Regions from separate parts of the Sus scrofa genome. Here region 1 is linked to region 2. The links are chromatin contacts, called in public Hi-C maps. All regions are on one chromosome and are shown on one strand. Each heading gives the region's core, a stretch centred on a gene start, on an enhancer-like site or on the middle of the called end of the contact. The rest is flanking DNA. Distances are from core to core; before and after follow the strand shown. Region 1 holds the start of SEC11C (signal peptidase complex catalytic subunit SEC11C). Region 2 holds the start of GRP (gastrin-releasing peptide).

Region 1 (4,252 bases), core at 854-3,353, 48 kb before region 2:
TCATTGCTGTGGCTGTGGTGTAGGCTGGCAGCTACAACTCTGATTAGACCCCTAGCCTGGGAACCTCCATATGCTGCCAGTGCGGCTCTAAAAGACAAAAAGACCAAAAAAAAAAAAAAAGGATTTTTGTAAGAATGAAATTGATAATAAGTATAAACAAGCACTTGCCTGTTTCAGAATAAACATGCAAAAAGTATTAGCTAGTACTGCCTCTGTATCAATTCCTCCCTTAGCACAAGGGCTAGCCTGATATGCCAAGGGGATTTTACACTAGAGATCATAACTTTTGTTTTGTTTTATTATTATTATTATTATTATTATTTGTCTTTTGTCTTTTTAGGTCTGCACCCACGGCATGTGGAGGTTCCCAGGCTAGGGGTTGAATCAGAGCTACAGCTGCTGGCCTACACCACAGCCAAAGCAACTCAGATCTGAGCTGTCTGCGACCTACACCACAGGTCATGGCAATGCCGGATCCTTAACCCATTTAGTGAGGCCAGGGATTGAACCTTCATCCTCATGGATGCCAGTCAGATTGTTTCTGCTGAGCCATGATGGGAACTCCAAGATCATACCTTTCATTATGTCCTATCTAGATCACTTGTGATATTATATGATAATCATGTCTGCACACTTACAACTTCAACTGGATCTAAGAACTGTGTCTTATTTGCCAGATTCCTAGTGCTTGATGGAGGAAATGAATCAATAAGTAAGATAGTGAACCAATGCTGTATGGAAGATTTCTTAAAGTTCTATTTCTGATAATCTAATGCAAGGGGAAGGAGGGTGTATGGGGTCAGACTGTGTTTAGGGGATTTCATAAGGAAAAGCAATATGCTTATTTCTCGTGGAAAAAGTATTAATAAAACAATACTATAGTTTTGGTTTAGGATACTCCATAAATTGAAGATGATGCTTTGATGATCAAGACCTAGGCAGAGAAATGCTTGATTTCTGACATGAGTTAAACTGGTCTTCCCACATATTGGCAGTAAGGGCCAATAGTAATCAAACTGCTCTTTTTCCTAGGTCTTCGGAGGAAATAGGCCAATAGGAGCTAAGACCCTGTATTGGCTATCACAGCACTGCTGGAGAGGGAGAATAAGGAGTTCAGAACAGAGACAGGGGGGGAGCACCAGTCAAGGAGGGCTGGAGACTCTTGGGGTGCTTGGTGGTACTTTGAAGACCCCACATCAAGATATTCACTGAATCCAAATTAAATGTATTTCCAATTCAACTTCTCCTTAGCTAGATCCTCAAAATGCTCCTTGTCCCTCCAACGTGAAGGGAAGTATGATGGAGGGGAATTAGGAATGCAAAGAAACAAGAGTCAACAAATAGCAATTCAAATATCTTGCTTTTGAAACTTTTACAAAACCATATGACCATTTTTATTCAAGGGTTTGGAAGGGAGCCTTTGCAAGTGAAGTGTTCCAAAGAGTATGCTTCAGTAGCTTCCTGGTAAGTCAACTTCTGGGATATTTTAAATTGCCACCTGCCCCCTTCCCCAGAGCTTCTCCCCTCTCTTATCTGCTCTTCCTATTTCCACAGCACTATCACTCCTTAGATACCATATAATTTTACTTATTTATTATGTCTCCCGTTGCTAGGTGTTCACTGATGTTTCCTACGTCCAGACTAGGGCTAAGTGCATAGTATATGCTCTAAAAAGATTTTTTAACAAATGAATGAAATAAATAATGCATACACGAGTGAGTGAATAAACTAAGGATGAGCTAGGATCAGGACTACGACAATCCTGGGTTTGGAAATTTGAGTTCTATTCCAGACCTGGCCACTTTGCCTTGGCCAGGTCACTTAATCTTTCTAGGCTTGTTTCCTCAAGTATAAAATCAACTGGTTATTTATTTATTCATTCAATTAACATCCGTTGCGGCATAGCTCTGATCAAAGGAAGCATCACTGTATCCCCTTGTTTCCTAGCTTTCAAATCCTGGGAGAGCGCGGAACTCCATAGCTTCAAAAGTCCCGCCTCTTCCAGGTCCCGCCCACTCGCCAGCCCACTTTTAGGCGCCTCCCGTATTCAGCACAGCCTGCCGCCCTTGTAGAAGCTCCACCTTCTCTCGTCGCAGTCATCCAATGGCCTAGATACACGGCTAGGTGAATGCGGGGGAGCTTTAGGTGTCTTCTTGGCGCCTGACCAGAGTCTTAGGGAACTCAATTGATCTTGAGTAGTCACTTCTCCGAGCTGCCCGTAGGATATGCAGGATCACCCGCTTTCCCAAGTTCCCTCGCAATGGTCGGACAAGGCTCCGGAGCCGGGTCGTTTCCCTCCCTGGGAGCCCTGGGTCTTCACTGGACGAGGCTCTTGTCCCGTGGCATTCTGGGAGTGGTAGTTTCTTCTTACCAGTTCTTTGCAGGTACTCAAGTGGCTCAGACTCACAGGACTACGATTTCCCAGACGCCCAAGCGAGCCTCTGGTCACGTGGCCAACAAGGCCGGTGGGCGGGGGCCCGGCCGGTGCTCCGCAGCTGTCTGTGACACCCGGAGCCCGCGGGTCGCCTCGGCCCCCAGAGACCCCGGCATGGTGCGCGCGGGCGCTGTGGGGTCGCATCTCCCCACGTCCGGTTTGGACATCTTTGGGGACCTGAGGAAGATGAACAAGCGCCAGGTAACGGAGCTCCTTTTGGGGGGCGCGTCTAGGGGCCGGGACCGGCTGCGACAGTGGGGAATCGGGGCTCCCGGGTAGGCTCCTGCAAGGACAGCGCCCCGTAACCGGTCCGGCGGCGACCCGAGGCACCCACCCTGGGCTCTTGGAGGCCCTGTGTTCAAATCCGCACAGACCCACGTGTGGGTACTTCCTTGCCCTGAGAGGAGTTCAGTTAGGGGAGGGCGGCCCCGGAAGGGGAAGATAATAGAAATCCCGCACTTTGGATGTCAAGTGCGGTTGAAAAAGCGGGGAGAGATGACTCTACTGCGAGTGACAGCTGTTTGCACGAATTTTGCCACCTCTTGGAAGAGGGGACAGATTTCTCTGTGGGGTTGCTAAGGCCTGATATCCATGCAAGTGGCAGAAAGGCAGGCGAAAGATGGAGAACTTCCTAGCGGTGGGAGCTGTCCAGTGATGCCTCCTAAAACAGTTTCTTCCCAAAACAGTGTTTTCCTGATGGTGCATGGGGACTAAACAAAGCTCCTTGTGCGGAAGAGCTCACTGATAGCGTTCTGTCTTGTGAACTGAATCGGTGTTATAAAAGGGATTTCAGAAGTCTTCTCTAACTTCTTAGACTCCGTAAGGCTGGCAGCACCTTGACTATCAGAGGCAGTTAGTATGGAGTCTTCGGGCAGCTGGGGCTGATTTCCTACCCCTCTATGAGAGGAGCTTGGAGGAAAACGTCCTTCTTGCTCTCTCTTTAGTCAGCTCCCATCCATCTCTCTCTCTCTCTTTTTTTCCCAAGTTCAATTTCAGACTAGTGCAGTTGTGTGGAGGAATTTGGTGACTGGAATCTCATGAACAGTCTTGAGAATCAGGCTGTTTCTAGGTGTGCATATTAGATGGTTTCCTGGGCGTTTCTGTGATTCAGATGAGTTGTGGCAAAGATCATCATTAGCTTGAAAAACCGGCAGCTAATGCCCTGAGCATTGATGCTGTTTACAAGAAAATCCTCCAGGAAGCAGAGCTTTACTTAAAAATCTAGACTTAATGGGCTAGGTTTTAAAAATGCCTCTAAAATTGGTACCAAATACTGATTGCAGACTATCAAGGAAGGCCTTCTGGAGAATATATCAATCCCTAAACCAGTTTGCCTTCAGAAACATCTGCATATTACCACTCTCAGTGATAAGGCCTCATAGGCTGGTTGCATTGCCTATGTTTAGCTAAGTTTCTTTTTTTTTTTTTTTTTTTTTTTTTTTGGCTTTTTGCTATTTCTTGGCCGCTCCGCGGCATATGGAGGTTCCAGGCTAGGGTCTGATCGGAGCTGTAGCCACTGGCCTACACCAGAGCCACAGCAACGCTGGATCCGAGCCGCATCTGCGACCTACACCACAGCTCACGGCAACGCCGGATCGTTAACCACTGAGCAAGGCAGGACCGAACCCGCAACCTCATGGTTCACTAGTCGGATTCGTTAACCACTGCGCCACGACGGGAACTCCTAGCTAAGTTTCTAATTAAAATTCAGAAGCTCAAATCTCCTGCCTCCTCATACTTTTTAAAAAAGCTTTGTCCTTTTGCTTCTTTTTCCCTCCAAAATAGCATTTTATGAGACATTGTCACATATGCTTGCTC
Region 2 (4,370 bases), core at 99-2,598:
TACTAATGAGCAGAGCCTGGGAACCCGGGAGGATGGAGTCCAGGCCAAATGTGGGCTTCCCCCTGCCTTGATTTTCATTTGGGTCATTTCCTCAGGATACTATTACTCAGAGTTTCCTGGTGGCCTAGCTCTTAGGGATGTGGCATTGTCACTGTTGTAGCTCAGGCTCAATCCCTGGCCTGGGAGCTTCTGTATGCCATGGGTGAAGCTTTAAAAAGAAAAAACAAAACAAAACAAAACAAAAAAATGGTAGTATTACTTTATTTCTTTGGCTAATAAGTGATCTTGAAATTAGCATTTGTTTTAACCTTCTAGACAGACACATGCATAGAAATAATACTCTTCTAAGCCCAAGAATACTTGGTCATGCAATATGCACATGTAATCATCTAAGAACAGCACAAATGTATTGAATCACCAGATATCCAGAGAAAAATATATGATTTCAACTTAGTATTAAAAACAGCGTTGACAGGAAACACCAGCAGGAACCAAGCAACGAGACACTTCACCAGCACTTGGTGAGAAATAGCCATGAGGGAACACACCACACACCCTCAGCTCTGGCAGCTGAGATGTGGGCAACAGCATCCTACCAGCTTCTATTTACTGTTGCATCGCCATGGCGCCCATCCCCTTTGTATCCATGGCACTGAGAACCTTGGGAATTGGGCCAGTGACCACTGTTCATATCTGAGAACAGGAGCAGGGGAAGGTTAGGTAACTCTAGAGAGGTGTGTAAATAGCAGTTTGGGGACAGTTTGCCCTTTCTGGTAGACGCAGCCTAGGAAAATCGGTATAAAAGCTTCATCTATTATATGGATGCCATATGCCTGTGAAAGGAGCCAGGAGTGCAGTAAAACTATTGTTAGCTCTGTTCACACGCAACAGAAACTTCCTGCTCCAGCCTCCATCGCACCCTACAAATGGGCAGGGACGCTTCCGAAAACCCAGGTGGGGTGAGTGGTGGCAGCGGTGGTGGTGAGAAGGGGCAGGGGGCGCTCTTCAGGAGGGAGGCAAAAGTACGGAGGCTGGATCTCGAGGACAGTGGTCCGTGGAGGGGGAAAGGTCTGAGAATCAATCAGTGGTGCCTTGCAACCCGGATACCAACCCCCTCCAGCAAAGCCCACCCTAAAAACATCCATTCTTTGTGCCCATCCCTCTCTACCCTGCCCCCCACCCCCCATCCCTAGGGTCAGGCCGCGAGGTCACTGCCTCCCCTTGCAGGACCTGAAGGCAGCTAACGCGGGAGGTGCTCTGGTGAAGCTGGGGAGCTAGTTCACTAAATTGTGTTCGAGCGAAGGCGTCGAGGGTGGGAAGAATTAATCCAATGAGGGGGAGGCGGATGGGGCTAGGAGTGAAAGCAAGAGGGGACAATGTACACTCAGCCTTTTCATCGCTCGACGGGAAGATGGATGATTTTCGGAGGCCGTTGTCCCAGAGCCCCGGCTCGCTATAGGGAGACGTCAGAGCGCTCGGGTCCGCGGTGGAGGACCCCCCCAGCGCCCCCGCTCGGGCTTGCATATAAAGTCGGGGCGTCGTGGAGGCTGCAGCAGTGGTGCAGCGGCAGCGCTCCTCCGAGGTCCTCCAGTCTTTCCAGCGCCAGGAGAGCGCACTCTCCGCGGAGCCTCGCTTCCCGCCTGGACCATGCGCGGCCGCGAGTTCCCGCTGGTCCTGCTGGCGCTAGTCCTCTGCCAGGCGCCCCGGGGACCGGCCGCCCCAGTGTCGGTGGGCGGAGGGACCGTGCTGGCCAAGATGTACCCGCGCGGCAACCACTGGGCGGTGGGTGAGTGTCCGGCGCGCTCTAGTCCGGGCGGGACCAGCTAGCCACAAGAGCGGATCTCCCCATCTCTCAGCGTTTCTGCGGCTCGGCGCTGCGGGCTGGGTTTGCTGTGGCCTTTCTACCCAAACGCCAATGCAGTTCTCTCCAAACTTCACCCTACCCTTCTGCATCCTGGGAAACCGTCGGTCCCTCGGCAGAGGCAGAATGGTCCCTCGGTCCTTTCCCGCTCTCTTCCCTCTTCCCCAGAATACCCGAGCCTGCGCACAGTTCTCCAAAACCCAAACCCTACGCGGAGATCACCCTCCCTCCGCACCTTCCAGCACCACCTTTTGTTCGCCTGTTTGGCACGGATTCTTTTCCTGAACAACTTTGGGGAGCTGGGTCCCCAATCACGTCTCGGAGTCCTTGTCCAGTCCGGCCGCTGCGCCTTTGCACCCGGCAAAGCTACAGGTGTGGGACCTGGGGCGCGGCGCCCGCCCTGGATTTCAAATCTGTTGGTCTTTCAGCGCCTGAATCCCACCTCTGTTTAGGGCTCGCCTGAATTTCCTCAGGCCTTCTTTGCTTTGCAGCTATTTTCTTTTCTCTGCGCTTTTGAGCAACCCTCCCTCTTTCTATCCATCGGGCTGTGCGCTCCGGGAATCGCGCCTGGTCTCCACGCTGATCGCAGGTCGCTTCCTCCTGATTCCTCGCTTTTCGCCGCCTCTCTTGACCGAGAACTCGTCTTCTCCCTTTTCCGCTATCTCCTTTCTTTTTTCCCCTGCCCACAAGTCCAGCTTTCCAGGTGCGGGCACGGGGGTTCGCTCTTCCTGGCCCCGAAACCACCGTGGCGTGGACCGGGTTTCCGGCAGCGGAGCGCGCACCCGCCGCTTCCCCGCAGCTGGGAGGCAGGTGGCCGCCCCGGGGCTTCGCGTTTCTCCAGCATCACCCCCGGGCTCTCTGGCAAATAATGCGAAGCTTTCGACTTCCTCAGACACCTCCCCACCCAGCCCTCTACAATAACCCTAGCATTCCCAGGAGAGATGGTCGATCCCTAGAGAGATTTAAGGAGGTGTGTGTGTGTGTGTGTGTGTGTGTGTTTCACGATTTCCTTAGTCATCTACTTAGGAGGGCGGGGGGGCGGTTAGAAAGATAAGATACTTGCTAATTCAGCTCTCAGAGGATTCCAGATTCTCCGCGTGAAGATAAGTATGACTTTAAGGGAAAGGGTGAGGCTAGAACACAGGTCCTCAGCTCCTCTTTGTTGCCTGTGTTTCTGCCAGAGATCTCGGGTTGCAATGGAGTAATTTTCATTACAACTGAAGGCATCTCTGCAACCCCAGGGATGAAAGTATCTGTCACCTCTGAGGGAACCCAGGAGCCAGGAGCCTAGTGTGGAGAGGAGAAATTGAGATGGGTGAAAACCCCTGAACTTCAAGAGAGAAGGATACTTAGAAGGTGTTAAAGAGGCCAAACCCAGAATTGACCTCAGAAGGGCCCCTGGGAGTTTAGATCAAGTGGCCATTGTCCAGTCCAGCCAGCAACCAGTGGGCTGGGAAGGTGAAAGGAAACTTCCAGATTTCCAGTCTCGTTTTGCTCATCCATATTTTTGGACTAAAAAAGGCCTGCTGCCCTTTGCAGGTACCCTTGCAGGCCAAAAGCAGGACAAGAGAGTTAGCTGGGAAGATAGATCATGTTATTTCAATGCAAGCCACACCTGATTGCTGTGGTTCCAGAGCACATTGGCCACAGGTCTTTAGGGTGTCTGCCACTGAATCACCCTTCATGGTGGTACCTGGGCATTCCCAGCCCAAGAGTTTACTGACTAGTGGCACCCCCCAATTATCTTATTCTCTTATTTGTTCTCAAACCCGCCCTTTCCCTTGTTTCTCCTTGGCTGGCTATGCAGCGTTGATGGGAAAAAAAAAAAAAAAAAAAAAAAAAAAAAAAAAAAAACAAGGAAAAGAGGGAGGTGACATAGCAAATCGCATTTGGGTGTATGATGATGTTGCCATACAGAAAAAGTTTGCTTCAAGTGGCCATGCCCTCTGTTGGAATGTGAGCATTCACAGGCATGCATGACATGCTACATTTTAAATTGTGCTTTCCGCTATCCAAAGTAAATGCCTGTCCTCCTCAATCACTGAAGACAGGCAGTTTAGTCTTAATTAAAGCAAACTAAAGCTACATATTGCTGTCCATGAAGAAGTTGTCAGCACAAATTTGCAGGTTCGTTAAGTGAATTGCCTCTTCCAGCTGAGAGAAATATGAGGCAGCCATGGAAAACAAGTTAACAGACTGAAAACCAATTCTTATCTGGCTCAATATTTGTAGAAATGTTTTTTGTGTGAGGAAAATATAGGTCAACATGCACACGGGTAACTATACCCTGTGCTCCTGAGATATGTTTCTGGTCGTGGCGCTAACGCTGAGGTGAAACATGTCATGGCAAGTTGAATCCTGAACATCAGAGTTCAGCCCCAGAATGGCTTTACATAACCGTGCTGCCCCAGAGCTGTGAAATACAGTTGAAGCATCACTCCAGAAAAGCTAACTCTCAAAAGTATCCAACACTTTCTCTCTTAATGGATATTTTTCAAAGTTAGCATAA

Evidence for each region. A called contact is a pair of places that touch in the nucleus more often than the background predicts.
Region 1: a contact with region 2 is called in a Hi-C map of epiblast stem cells, with 1.8 times the contacts expected there. The contact joins the promoter of SEC11C here to the promoter of GRP in region 2. A contact is called at or near these places in 5 of 47 Hi-C or Micro-C datasets (epiblast stem cells, mesenteric adipose tissue, omental adipose tissue and 2 more).

Annotation. Positions count from the first base shown.
Region 1 is chr1:161,767,473-161,771,724 of Sscrofa11.1, reverse strand. It overlaps SEC11C (signal peptidase complex catalytic subunit SEC11C), which reads left to right and starts at 2,103. Exons shown (of 7, transcript XM_003121713.3): 1 at 2,103-2,635. The coding sequence starts at 2,261.
Region 2 is chr1:161,718,964-161,723,333 of Sscrofa11.1, reverse strand. It overlaps GRP (gastrin-releasing peptide), which reads left to right and starts at 1,348. Exons shown (of 3, transcript XM_021075302.1): 1 at 1,348-1,786. The coding sequence starts at 1,648.